Linked DNA regions of Sus scrofa: region 2 is linked to region 1. A link is a contact called in public HiChIP or PLAC-seq data. All regions are on one chromosome and are shown on one strand. Each heading gives the region's core, a stretch centred on a gene start, on an enhancer-like site or on the middle of the called end of the contact. The rest is flanking DNA. Distances are from core to core; before and after follow the strand shown.

Evidence for each region. HiChIP or PLAC-seq counts read pairs in DNA pulled down with a chosen protein or histone mark.
Region 2: an H3K27ac HiChIP or PLAC-seq map of alveolar macrophages shows a contact between it and region 1. The contact joins the promoter of ZMIZ1 here to the promoter of POLR3A in region 1. A contact is called at or near these places in 2 of 5 promoter capture datasets (fetal skeletal muscle and liver), 8 of 47 Hi-C or Micro-C datasets (embryonic fibroblasts, fetal skeletal muscle, fibroblasts and 3 more) and 2 of 2 datasets of contacts at active chromatin or transcription factors (alveolar macrophages and skeletal muscle).

Annotation. Positions count from the first base shown.
Region 1 is chr14:80,466,207-80,473,319 of Sscrofa11.1, forward strand. POLR3A (DNA-directed RNA polymerase III subunit RPC1) reads right to left here and starts at 5,534. Exons shown (of 31, transcript XM_001929360.6): 1 at 5,312-5,534; 2 at 1,525-1,660; 3 at 1,120-1,257; 4 at 236-407; 5 at 1-104. The coding sequence starts at 5,355.
Region 2 is chr14:81,403,927-81,411,134 of Sscrofa11.1, forward strand. ZMIZ1 (zinc finger MIZ domain-containing protein 1) reads left to right here and starts at 5,141. Exons shown (of 26, transcript XM_013983374.2): 1 at 5,141-7,208.

The sequences.
Region 1 (7,113 bases), core at 4,284-6,783:
TTCGAAGGACTGAAGGAAATTTGACACGATGGGATCCACCACTTTCTTGTTGGTCTTGTATTTCTCGTGGATGATCTTTAGTAATCCACACTTCTTTACAGTACCTGTAAGAGTTAATTTATTCACATGGTTGGAAAAATCAGGTTCTTGGTTATGCTGACCTGAGGCTGTGGTCTGGGAAATGCAATTATGGAAACTGCTATTGTCATGGGAGACCAGCCGGAGTCCTGCTCACCGTTGAAGGCGCCACAGTGATGGCACGTGTTCTTCTTCCGGCACTTATCAGAGATTTTCTTCTTTAGCCCCCGCTTCTGGAGGTAGGTCAGGCCAGGCCTCTTTAGATAATCCAGAAACTGCTTCCTCTCCTCCTGGGACAGCATGATGTGGCAGCAGGTTTTACAGATCATCTTTTAAAAATGAAACAAAACAGATAAAAGGGTAAGAGACAATGAAAAAGTCTTTTCCTTTTAAAATGCCACCCCACCCTTTGCCTAGGACACTAAACCCTATGCATACATCTACACGTAGATAGGCTGGGAGGCAGCCTGTGTTCACCAGAAGGCTGGCTGGAATCACAGCCAGCTGGCAGGGTTGTTTTTGTTTTTGCTTTTTAGGGCCGCCTCTGCAGCATATGGAAGTTCTCAGGTTAGGGGCTGAACTGAAGCTACAGCTGCCAGCCTATGCCACAGCCATAGCAACACAGGAATTTAGCTGTGTCTTCGACCTACACCACAGCTCATGGGAACCCCAGATCCTTAGCCCACTGAGTGAGGCCAGGGATTGAATCTGCATCCTCATGGATAGGAGTCAGGTTTGTTAAACACTGAGCCACAATGGGAACTCCCTGGTAGGGTTTTTGTTAACTATATTTTATCTTTTGTGATGTTCTATATTGCTTGAATTATTAATATTTTTTATAATCCTTATCTACCACCTACTCAAGTCAAGGAAAAAGAAACTTTAAGCAATTTAACTTATTGCAATGACATATTGTGTGTTTAGTATAAAAACGGCCTCTACATGTATCCCCCACCACTCACAATTCTTACACTCACTCTAATGTCCCTAGATCATTAACTCCCAAGTTTATGCCCTGGAAATAAACATATACATGCCTACCTGTAAGATGCCTATAACTGCACGGAAGTACCCCACGTGAAAGCATGGCAGTTCCAGGTCAATGTACCCATAGTGGCCCAGACAGTCAGCCAAGTTCTTCCCACAGGTTTCACAAGGACGATCCTTCTCACTCGTGCCCTGTGGTGAAAAACACTCAATAATTAATGGAGACCAGTGAACAGGAAAGTGGGACCAGAGCTCACAGGTGGTCAGGGGACTCAGTGTCAGAATCACCTGGGAAGCTGCAGAGTATTCACGTCCATCTGACCAAAGAAAGATGGAGTCCCTGAGATGTGCAGGTGAACGGGGGAGAGAGAAGGAAGCCCTTGCTTCTTCCTAGCTGGTGAGCCACCTGTTTCATCAGCAAGTCAAAACCCAGGGAAACAGGGAGGGCAGGGGTCTTACCATCCTGTGGTCAAGCACCCCGTACAGCAGGGGGGAGTGGTTATTGTCCTGGCTGTATAGGTTCTTACTCACAACCTGGATGTGCGCCTGCTGGCGCATCTCCTCAGCTGACTTCATTCCAAAACAGATGTGGCTTCTAGAAGGGAAAGTGAGAGAACTGTTACATCAAAACTACTTACCAAAAATGGCGATTATGGGAGTTCCTGTCGTGGCTCAGTGGTTAACAAATCAGACTAGGAACCATGAGGTTATGGGTTTGATCCCTGGCCTTGCTCAGTGGGTTAAGGATCCGGCATTGCCATGAGCTGTGGTTGTAGGCTGCAGAGGCGGCTCGGATCCCGCGTTGCTGTGGCTCTGGTGTAGACCGGCGGCTACAGCTCTGATTCAACCCCTAGCCTGGGAACCTCCATATGCCGTGGGAATGGCCCTAAAAAGCCAAAAAAAAAAAAGACAAGAACAAAAATGGCGATTATACACATGACTTGCCATAAGCAACCGTGTTCTTCCAACTCCTTACAGTCTCTGCTCCCTCATTATTAAACATCCCTTCGCCCTGCTGAATTGTTCCCACTTTCACTGTCTAATGAATGATGCTCACCACTCGTGTCTACCTGCTTGCTGTTAAATCCAGTAAGACTTTCTCATTTTACCTCCCTGTAGCATTGATGGCACACCCCTCACCCCCACCACAGCCCCACCTTGAAAGTTTTTTCCTCATGGCTTTATTAACACTGTATATGCCCTGAGTTTTTCACCCCTCTGGTTTTTCCTCCCCCCCCTTTTTTTTTTCTTTTTAGGGCCATATCTGAGGCATATGGACGTTCCCAGACTAGGAGTCAAATCAGAGCTACAGCTGCCAGCCACAGCCACTTCGAATCCAAGCTTCCTCTGCGACCTACACCACAGTTCACGGCAATGCTGGATCATTAACCCACTGAGTGAGGCCAAGGATCAAACTGAACCTGCATCCTCATGGATCCTAGTCGGGTTCATTAACCACTGAGCCACGAAGGGAACTCCCTGGTTGTTCCTCCTTAAGTCTCTTTTGTGCTCTCTTTTACTGCCCTCCCTTAAATTTTGGCTTCTCTCCCTACCTAGAGCTACAGCCTTCATCCTCTTCTCATTCTACATGTCCCTCCTGAGTGATGTTGGGTTCATCTCTACCTGTAGGCCAGCTACTTCCTTCCAGCTGGAGACACTTCTGACACTTATACAGGTACCTCAAACTCAAAATATCTAAAATAGAACCTGGAGTTCCCATCGTGGTGCAGCAGAAATGAATCCAACTAGGAACCATGAGGTTGCCAATTCAACTCCTGGCCTCACTCAGTGGGTTAAGGATCTGATGTTGCCGTGAGCTGTGGTGTACATTGCAGACTCGACTCAGATCCTGGGTTGCTGTGGCTGTGGTGTAGGCCAGCAGCTGTAGCTCTGATTAGACCCCTAGCCTGGGAACTTCCATATGCCTTGGGTGTGGCCCTGAAAAGCAAAAAACAAAACAAAACAAAACAAAAACAAAAACAAAAAACCCCAAATAAAATAAAATAGAACCTAGCACTTGTTCTCCCAAATCAGTTCCTTTGTTAATTTTCCTACCAAACTGGGGGTTTACTATGCACCAGGAGCCCTCCTGAGGGCTGAGGACACAGATTAGATAAGACAGATGAGGTCCCTGCCAACATGGAGCTCAATTTCAGGGATGGCAAGACAGAATAAACAAATAGACATCTAAAAATGAACACATGCAAGTAACAAAAATGATGTTTAGAGGTAGAGGGAGCTGAATTCTGAATAAGAGGGAGCCCAGCCATAATATGATCAAGAAGTCGAGCATTCTAGGTAGAGAATTACTAGGGCAAGGGTTCTAAGGCCAGAACAAGCTTGGCATTTTCAAGGACCCAAACGAATCCAGAATACTAGAGCAAAGAAAGCTAATGGTGGAGTTCCCGTCGTGGCGCAGTGGTTAACGAATCCGACTAGGAACCATGAGGTTGCGGGTTCGGTCCCTGCCCTTGCTCAGTGGGTTAACGATCCGGCATTGCCGTGAGCTGTGGTGTAGGTTGCAGACGCGGCTCGGATCCCAAGTTGCTGTGGCTCTGGCATAGGCTGGCAGCTACAGCTCCGATTCAACCCCTAGCCTGGGAACCTCCATATGCCGCAGGAGCGGCCCAAGAAATAGCAACAATAACAACAACAAAAAAGACAAAAGACCAAAAAAAAAAAAAAAAAAAAAAAGAAAGCTAATGGTACAAGATGAAGTCAGTGAGGTATGCAAGGGCCAGGTCAGGGGGGGCTTGGGAATTTTGGTCGGGAATTCAAATGTTACTACAAGGGAAAGCTGCTGGATGATTTCAGGCTGAAGTATCAGGGATCTAATCCGCATCGCCCCACTCCTCCTTTTTGGCTGCACACACAGCACGTGGAAGTTCCTGGGCCAGGGATCAAAAACCCGCCCCACAATAGCAACCAGAGCCTCAGCAGTTGACAGCTGGGTCCTTAACCTGCTAAGCCATAGAGCAACTCCTAAATCTGTATTTTAACAGAGTCACTTGGGCTGCTTGGTGAGAACAGATATATCTGAATTTGGGCAGGCGCTGGGGTGGATATGGAGGGACGACTTGGGAGAATTCATCCTGCTAAGAAACACTTCTCCCTTTCAGTAAATGGCAACCTACACTTAGCTGCCTAATCAAGAAACTGTGCCAATTTCATTTCTCCCTCACCCATCCCTACCAATCCTGTCAATTTTACACGCTAATCCCCTCGGAACTCCATTGACCCTACCACCCTAGAACAGCCCATCATCATCTTTTGCCTGGGTCCCTGCAGTGGCCTCCAATGCCTTCCTCTTTAACTCAAAAGAGATCTTCCAGAAGGAGAACTGTTTTCAAGACATTTCAACCAAATCCTCTCAAAAATGATTCATTGCCTTCAAGAACACTCTGGAACATGGCTTCACATCTCCTGCTTCTTTTCATCACTACCCTTTCTCCCTCAATTATGTTCTTTGAAGGCTGTTTGGTCTGCTTTCTTCTGCCTGAGCCCCTTTTCTGATTAGTGCTTCCAGAACCCCCATGCCTGCTCTTGTCCTTGCACTCGTCTGACCTCACGTTGACTTAGCTACCTTTTCCAACTAGACTAGGCAATAAGGCCTTACTCATATCTTATCTCTACCGTCTATTACTAGGCCCAGCATACAGTATCTTCCTCATTAAGTGTTTGCTGCAAGAATGATTGATTTACTTCTTTGGAGCTGGAAGTTCTAAAGAAAGGCCATGGCATAATAAATTAGCTCCGAAGACAGCCCAAAAGAGTAGCCTCATTTCCGAGACTGCTATCCATCTGTCTGTGGTACTGTTTTCTAGCTGGCAACTCCACCCTTTTGGTCAGCAATTACTACGGTGTCATGTGTCATGTGCAGCAAAATCAGTCCCTGCCCCAGACTGCTCCCCACGCTGCAACGACGAAAGATTCGCTGAAAGGGGTCGTTTGACCTCGAGAGAACTCGAGCTTCGGTCCGTGGTGCACACACCACATCCCACTCCTCAGCCCAAGCCCAAGGGACCACTCCCGGTCTGCGGTCCGCCAAGTGTTGCAATGCCCTGTAACGATCAATATTCACTGATCCGCCTTGATACTCCAGAGCTGTGCCCACATCATTCACTGATTTCTAGTCCTTCCCTCCCAATTAACCCTCACCACTGAACCTTCGAGACCCAAGACCCCTGACCTCGGGTCCCTCTGGCCCTAATTTCTCCGTCCTTTGAGGGTTTTTGCTCCATCTTACATTTTCTTGGCCACATCCGTCTCTCTGAACTGCTCCTTCACCATGGTGACGGCTGCCGAGGCTCCCTCCTCGAGACTCCGTGAAGCTAGGTTAGAAATACAACGCTCCTCGCCCAGCCGGGGCTACTTTTTGACCGGTTGCTAACACATCCGCTGTATTCTTACGGCCACCGTAGAGCGCCCCACGTGTCCGCCTCCACTTCCTCTACTAGCTTCTGTTTGTCAAGAGAGGCTTCGGACTGGCTGCTTTTTACCTGCTCCCTACACTGCCACCTGGCGGGAACGTCTTGAAAGTGCCCCGAGACCTTCACTGTATTTTCTAAACCCCCTTTCTGGTCCATTTCTCCGGATCATTAACACCTGCAAAGAAACTACAAGATCTTGCCTCAAAACTTTTAGATAACCAGAGAGCCAAAAAATACATACAATGGAACGTCTTATCATCTTACAAACACCAATACCATCTTAATTAAGAGTCTCTATTTAAAGGAAGGTGGAGGCTAAAATGAACAGACCACGGAACAGATGGCTTCTAGACAATCAACAAAGGAAATAAAGAGGGCAGAAAACATGACCACACATGCACCTCCAGTGCACAGAGTTATTTTGAAAAAGAAGAAAAATTAAACCTATATTATTGGTTACAAAAGCAGAAGTAGAAAATCTGTGAGTTTAGTGTGAAAAATGAGCAATGGTGGGCTAGGGAAATAAGATGAAGGGAAAACAGGAGTGAAGATTATTCATGTGTTGAGGAAACAAACTTCTTGCCTCCAGTATGTGACACTCTGTGGGAGGTGATCCTAGTGTGACATCTTAGTGCAAGAGACTAGCAAGAAAACCATTCACTGTAGGACTCAATGCTGCAGAACCTGAAACTTGTATTTGTGAGAAACTCTGAACAGAACCCAATTAAGTGGTTCGACACCTTTGAATTTAAAAAATTTTTAATTAAATTTTTTTTTATTTTTTATTTTTCAGCCATGCCTCTGGCATGCAGAAGTTCCTGGACCAGGGATGGTACCCATGTCACACCAGTGACTCCAGTCACAGCAGTGAAAACACTGGATCCTTAACCTGCTTAGCCAGCAAGGAAATCATCAACACCTTTGCATTTTAAGGATGTTGTCTTTAGACTTTCTGGATCCCCACTAGCAAAACACAAAGGTCAAAGACAAAAGGCAAAGCCAACTAGACTTCCCTAATCTGTTTCAGCAGTTAATTGCTTAATATGTGTTTGAAGTAATGTTGACAACACTATACCAAGGAGATTTGATGAGTGACTTTCATTATCTAGAAGTTAAAAGCAAAAGTTCTGGAAACACAGGGTCCATAGCTGTCTGGGCACTACTGCTTCAAAGTTGTGTATTCTTGGCAAAGTTACTTAGCTTCATTGTATCTTAGTTTTCCCATTTATAAAAGGGACAAGTAATATGTACCCTAATTCTTAAGAGTTGGTGGGAAGATTAAATGGCAAAATGAAGGTGAAAGTAACTAAACTGTAACAGACATAGAGCCATCACTCAAAGAATATTACTCCGAAGAATATAGCAAAGCTACTTCAAAGCCTACACCATGATCTGTTGGTCGGTCTCTCTCTCAAACTGCAGGCTTATGTTTTTTCTTGTTACACGTGTCTTGTAAACAACACTTTTCTGGATCAAGCAGATACTTATTAAAAGCTCACTTTTTGTAGGGACTAAGGTTTTCTGAAAAAAGGCAAATTAGAGTTCTTTATATTTAGTTAGAAAAGCACTAGATAAGTTCAGAAAAATAACAGCAGTAATATTGTGTACTGGTTTTCGC
Region 2 (7,208 bases), core at 3,891-6,390, 940 kb after region 1:
GGCAATATGAGAATTCAACAGACTAATGCCTAAGAGGCCCTCAGCATAGTACCCAGCACACAAGAGGCACTAAGAAGTCATAGCTTTTTCCAAGACCCCACAAGGATCCAACTTGCCTTGTTACTTCTCAAAAGTGGAATAGAGACAGCAAGGGCCTGAGTCCCAAGGCCTGAAGCTCAGGGTGCCCAGGAAGCCGAGGCAGACTCAGGGCCCAGGTGAGATATTTGACTTGCTGTCGTTGAGTGCCATGCTTGCCCAGGTGGGAAGAGCTGAGGTTATCCCTGGCTCTGTGCTACAGAGTTGGGCCTGCTTCGTGTGCTAGCCTTGGCTCCTCTGCCCTCTGCAGCTGCTTCCTAGTTTCCAGATGCAAAAGGAACTAGCAAGGGAGGTGGGGTGGGGGGCGTCTTCTGGGCAGGAGCTTTTGAACACAAGTAGTCACCCTCAAGGTCACCTACATCCCCCATTTCCTGGACATAGTTATCCCTTGTCACTCGCTGAAAGATTTGGACAAAAATGTTGAGAGGGCTGAACATCTTGACCAAGGCAGTCATCAAGGCAACAGGAACTGGCATAGTTGTCCTTAAACACTCAGAGACTCTGCCTTAAGGTTTTGGACCTGGGGTGGGGATGGCTTTCTGGCTGCTGCAATGCAATGGATTCTTGCTGGGGTTGAGGGAGGGGGCGTGGAGAGAGGGCAGCTGTGGCTCCAGCCAACCTTTCAGCAAGCTGAATTCCCACCTTCTAGCCCTGGGTCAGGACTTCAAGGATTTCTCAGGCTCCCCTCAAGTCCCAACTTAATGAACCTGGGCCACCTTGATGATGAGGGGCGGGGGCTCTCTCCCACAGGAATGTGCTGGGACTGTGCCTCCCTGGTTTCCCTGGAAGGCCAGAAGGCTTTCATACCATCCACCCTCCCCAGGGATGCTCAGCTGGCACCCGTGCAAGAGTAGCAGCAAAGCAGCAGCATGATAACAGCCCATGTGACAGGTTGAAAGACTGAGGCCCAGAAAGAAGTGCCTTCCCTTGCACTTAATGGTATAGGAAAGCAGAATTTCCCATAGGAAAATCACGCATCCGCCCTCTGCCACCCCTCCCGAGCCCCACGTGGACCTGAGCTGCAGTCCTCTGAGCCCTCAGGAATCCAGGCTGAGTTTGCTGGCTGTCAAAATAGAGTAGCCTTGAGAATGAATTCAGGGCTGGCAAATTCATATTGCCTTTTCTCCCTCCGGTGGTGGAAGGAGTGATCTTGCCGGCCCCGAAGGAGTTCAAGTCGAGGTCAGAGAAGCCCTCTGAAAGATTTTCTAAAATGGGGGATGGGGGGGGAAGGTACTCCAGCCTGCTCCCGCGTTGGCCCAGGGTCCGCGCTGATCATTCATTGCCCAGGAGGCCAGGGGCAATCCTCGAGTCTGCGTGGCACGTCCGCGCTCCCAAGCGGGGCTTCGTCAATCAGGCAACGGCCCTGGCCAGGCCAGGACGTCTTCCGCTAGTCTCAGGCCCCGAGGGAGACCCCCGCCCTGCTGTCTCCCGGTGTCCGCCTCCCCCCCCCCACGGCAGTGTCATTGTTCTCTGACGTCACGCTGCGGCCCCGCCCCTCGCCCCCCACCCTCCCTCCCTCCTTCCCTCCCTCCCCCCTCCCCACCTCCAGCTCCTGGCGCCCGATACCCTGCAGCCTCCAAAGCCCCGGCCGAGCAAGGCTCCCCCCACGGCCCGGCCGGGGCTGCGCCCCCTTGTGCTCTCCCCAACTTGCCTTTGTTATTCCAGCTCCCTTCCTCGCCTCGCCTCCAACACCGCGGCGGGCTGCAAAACGCGGAGCACGGAGCCGCCGCCACACCTGGAATCCGAAGCGGGCGCCCGGCCGAAGCCTCCCCCGCTCGTGCGGGGAGGAGGGGTAGTGCGTGCGTGCGCGCGCGTGTGTGTATCCAACCTGGGCTCTGCGGGCGCTGATTATGATTTGGGACTGAGGGTACCGCAAATCATGAGTACGGAGATTTGAGAAAGGAGTATGGAAGAGAGCATGGGGGGATGTGTTTGCATGTGTATGTGACCATTTGGTACACAGGGAGACGTTTTTTGAGTGTATGTGGGTTTGTACAGTGATGCGTGTGAGTGTGCTTGCCGTGTATACGGGCATATTTGTGAAGGAAAGTGTACGTGTGTGGGTGAGTGTGCGCGTGGAAGGGTGTTTGTAATACTGAGTGTGGGCGCGAATGTGTGTGCCGTTTGTGTAGGAGTTTCCGTGAGAGGGACAGCGGACGTCAGCCAAAGTGGGCGCGCACTTAGATGCTCTTGGGGGTGAGTCTGCCAGGGGAACCCCGCGAGCGGGCGCACCCAACTACGTCTCGTGAGTGCCATCGCTCTCTACCGGCCCTGGCCCAGTGCCCAGCCCTGGGGCAGGTTCCCGCCGCCCCCACCCCACCCACGAATACTGGGACCCGGACGCTCCCCGCCGGTTCTCGGGGAATCCAAGCGCTTTTGGACCGCGCAGGCTGCGGAGCACAGACAGCGCTCACGGCTTCTTCCCAGCGCTCCAGCCTCCGAAAGTTGCCCTTGGTGAGGGGGTGGTCCTCTGCTCGCCCCACCCGCCAGACCCCTGGCTTTAGGAGCAACCCCAAAGCCCCTGCCAGAGGAAGGCTTTGGCAATCTCGTTAGCAACTCGCTTAGCCCCAGTTCGGGTACCTGACAGTTTTCGAGGCCCCGAGCGCTCTCCAGTCTGGGGCGTGCGAGAAAAGGGGGGACATTCCGGTGAGACAGGTGATTTTAGCCCCCTCCTCAATCTGATCCCATCCTAGTTTCAGCATTTCTCTACTGCTCCAAACTTGCTGGAGCAGCTGGGGTGGGGTGGGGGGGGTGGCTGGGGAGTAGTGCAGGGACCGGAGGGGAGAGGAGATGAGTGGGAGTGTGGCAGTGGCAGTGGCGGGGCGGGAGGAGGGGGAGTGGGTGACGCGCGAAGCCCATCGGAGCCATACAGGGAAAAGCTTGGAAAGCTCCCAGACTGAGAAGCTGGGGAGAAAGGGAGCAAAAGAGAGAAAGGAAAGGCGAGAGAAAGAAAGAGAAGCGAAAAGGAAAGAGACAGAGGAAGCGGAGAGAGCGCTAGGCTAGCCGAGCTGAGCGCTGGCGGCGGCGGCAGCGACGGCGGTGGCGCGGCATCCCGTTCCGTCCGTAGTTCCGCACCGGCTTTTGTGGCCGGCCGGCGGCGCGGGGCCCTTTGGAAATAGAATAGCCAATGTAATCTGACACTTCAACTTGCTCGGCTCCGGGCGAGTTGATTCACTTACTCACCCCCTAACGCCGAGTTCCTTTTCACTGTCTGTGGACATTAAAAAAGCGAGCGGCGGCGGGCGCCCGGGAGAGCGAGCGGCCGGGCGGCGGGCAGGCGAGCAGCTACCGGGCAGCCGAGCGAGCAAGCAGCACCGGCGCAGCGCGGTGACCCCAGCCCCGGTGGGCGCGGAGCAGAAGCCGGCGCCGAGCCGATCTCAGCGCCCTCGCAGTTTCTCCCGGCCCGAGCCGGCCCTGCCCGGCAGCGGCGGCGGCGGCAGCGGCGGCAGCGGCGCGTCCTCCAGCGGCGGCAGCGGCGGTCGCAGCTCCCGGTAAGTTTGGGGCCAGACCCGGGCGCCCGCTGGTCCCAGGCCTTCCTCCCGCTCCCTGTGGACTCTCGGGGTGCGAGCGTGGGGCGCTGGGTGCTGGTGCTTTTCCCTTTAAGGGTCCCCCGGGACCTGGCGAGCGGGACGAGTGGCCGACGGCAGTGCTTCGCTGCGATCCCTTCGGCGGCCGGGGGCCAAGGCCCAGGCGCCCCGCTAGTGTCGGGCTGCGCGGAGCCGGCTTAGTCTGCGCATGGGGGCCGGGGCTCTTGGGGTGTACGGGGCGTGAGTGCAGTTGTGCGCGCGCGGACCTGGTGCCCGCCTCCTGCCGGCGCGCCTACAGCCGTGGTTCCGTACACCCGGGGGCCGGGCAGGACCGGGATTCGGGAAGGAAGGAAGGGAGGGAGGGAAGGACGGGAGTAGGATCACCTCGGTCTCCCTCGTCTCCTTTGGGAAGACGCGAAGTTGAATGCCTGTGTGTAGGAGAACCGCCAGGGAAGGCGCCGGATTTCAGGGCGGCAAGGGATGATGGTGTTAAGTTGTGCATCTGAATTTCTAGGGAAAACACACACTTTTGTAAATGGGAGTGGGGGCGCGGTTAAGTTGTTTGTGTGCGAATTGCCGGGCGAGACGCGGCGCTCCGTACTATAGGGGAACGCCAAGGGGTGTGTGTAGGGGCTTCATGTAGGTCTCAGAAGCCCAAGGGGCACCAAGGCCGAAGCCTGGCTGGGGCTGCCCCGGCCAGGAGGGGAGCCCAGGGAGAAGATGTGCGTGTGTGTGTGTGTGCGTGCGCGCGCGTTGCAAATACGAAAGTAATTTCCCCGTGTTCTTTCTTCCTCTCCGTCTCCGCCGGCGGCGGCCCCGGGGGAGTGGGAGGCCGGCCGGGGCGGAGGTTGGGGGGCCGTGCCGGGGCTGGAGCTGGGGTGGTGGGCGGGCTCTGGAAGCTTGTTTCGCATTCCTGTCGTCTGGGCTGGGGAGAAAACAGTGGGGAGCGTGGCCTCGGCGTCTGGGGTGCGGGCAGCGGGTGCGCGTCGCCCCCTCGCTAGGGACATCTGTCCAGGAAGCCAGCCGGGCGAGGAGAGGGCGCGGTGCGGAGGGCAGGCTCCCCGCCCCGGAGCAGCAGGGGCGCGGGCGAGGGGCGGCCGCCTTCCCGGCCATTGTGCGCCAGCAGATTTTCACGGGAGACTGCCTCGGAGCCGCCGGAGAAGGCTGGGAGCCGGCCTCAGCCCCGGGTTTAAAAGACACTCCAGGAATGTAAACAACCCGAGCGGGAGGGTGGCGGGCGGGTGCGCGCTTGGGCAGCCGGCCCGGGCCCCCCACCCCTCCCCGGGGGACAGCCCCGTGGCAGGGCCGCCCAGCCCTAGCCCTCTACCTGCCGCAAACTTTTTCCTCCCTTGCCTTCTCTTCCCACCTCGCTCCTCTAGTGGGGCACAGAGCGAGGGCCTCTCCCTGGGCGGGGGCCGAGGGCGCCTGGCAGCCGGCGCCTGAGCCTGGAGGCCTGGCGGTCCGGCCCCGGCTTGGTGTCCGGAGTCCCGACTGCGCCTGCCTGGGAGCCACAAGCTTCCTGGGCAGGCAGCGCCGGAGTACCTGGGTCTCCAAGAGGCTGCCCGCCTGCCTCCCTCCCGCCTCCCTCCCGCTGCTCCTTCCCCCCGCTCTTCCCCGTCTCCTCCCCCCTGACTGATTTTCCAATGCCCTGACATGAGGGAGGAAGATTTAACTTGGCAGCCCAAACAAATGTTCTCTCAGAGGTCCTCCAAGAAGCTGGCGGCTGGGCTGGCAGAGTGAGGGCACTGCTCGGCCAGCCTTTTCTTCCTCTCAGCTCTGCCATGGCCATTTGTGAGCCCCCTGGGTGGACAGCCCAGGGCATGGGAGAGCAGGGCCCAACCTCACAGATTTAAGAGGGCAGGGGGAAGCTGCCTCTGAAAGCCCCTGGCTTGGCGCTTGGCAGGAGCTGCCTGGAGCTGCTTCCTGGTGCCAAGGGTTTTCTGGAGGATTTTCTTGAGCAACAGTTTGTCTCCCTGGTGCAACTCGGGCAACAGAGCCTGGTAGACCAGAGGGATAACCGGTGCTGTCTCCTCCTCTCTTGTGGGTATGAGGACAGGCTGGTTACACAGGGCAGGGCAGGAGGCCAGAGGCTGTTCCCAGAGGTACCTGGGTTTGCTTATTATTGTTTCTTGAAGGTAGAGATAAAGAGGCAGGCACTGTAGCTGGAGAATGGGCAGCTTGGTGGGTGTTGGTGGGTGATGAATTCTGACTGGTCTTCGCTGGCATTTGTGTTATGGTCCTGGGAGTTTGAAAGTTGCTTTTAGGCTCTCCGGGAAGTTTAAAAGGGGAGCAAGCCCTTAATTTTCTCTCTCCTTGCTGCTTTTCGAGGGGATCCAGAGTAGGGGGGAATTCCTGGCTTCCCACTTGCCTGCTGCCTGGCCCTCGTGCTGCGGTTGGTGAATGCCCCAAGCCTTGTGCTGACCTCTGTCTTCAGGTTGAAGATGTTGAAGCACCAGCATCAAACAAAAGACACATTGAAAGCCGAATCTGCCACAGAGCACGTGTGACTTTGAGGCCAAGGGAATGCGTTTGGAGGGAGATGGTGTTTTCTTCTGAGTTTTATGTTTTCGGTTGGATTTTGTTTTTCCCAAAAGGCCAGAAGCATCTCCTTGTCCCAAGTCATGAGGTTATGCAATGCTGTTTTCACACATAAATCTCAAAACTTTAGACTTCTGAGTTGGTGGCAGTGACGGGGTGGGGGAAGGAGTGGTAGGGAGTTTTCAAGAGTTTTAAATGGTTTTTGGATTGGTGTTTTGAGGCATTCAGGGTATGGCTCACGAAGAAGAGTTGTGAATAAGAAATTGCTGCACTTATGGGGAAGCTTTGATAACTAGTCCTGTCTATGCAAAAAAGGATTGCTGGCTTCTTTAGGGGACAAAATGTCCTGTTTCCCTCCTAAGGAAGGAGAGAGGAGGAGCCTCATTCCTTTCTCAGCCAGGAGCAAAGAAAGGTCCAGAGACTGTGGGGTTTATCTCTCTCTCTCCCTCCCTTCCCCCCACTTCCCCTAACAACTGTAACACAACATTATCTCCATCCCTGGTCCCCAGGGATGTGCCCCAACCTAGGACAAGTGTCCACCATCAATGGAAAATTGCAGAGGGAAGGACCCAGCCAAGAGCTACAAACTTCACTTTTTTCCTGATTGACAGAGATGGGGTGGATAAGGCAGGAAGACTCTTGGAGGCTTGCTGTGTCCCAAGGGTTTTGTCACAAGAGTACCTTTGTGTGAAGCCATGGATACCGAGGTCTCTGGCCTTGGTCAGCATCCAGCAGACAGCCGTGACCCTAGTCTAATGGTGAGGTGTTGCTGTAAGAAGTTCAGGCACCAACAAAATAATTTCTGGAAGCTTCTCTGGGCATTCTATCATGGAACCAGGAAGCAGGGTCTGCCAGATCCCGACTGAGTCCCATACATTTCATTCATAACTTTGTTCCCGAGGGCCCTTGCCTAGCTCCTATCAACGCCTCATCTTTATGAGGTTCCTTAGTTTTTGTGTGGACAACAAAGGCCAGGCTGTTGTAATTACCCTGAACCCTGCTGCAGCCTTGCCTGGTGACTGCTCTGACCTCTCAGCAGGACATGGT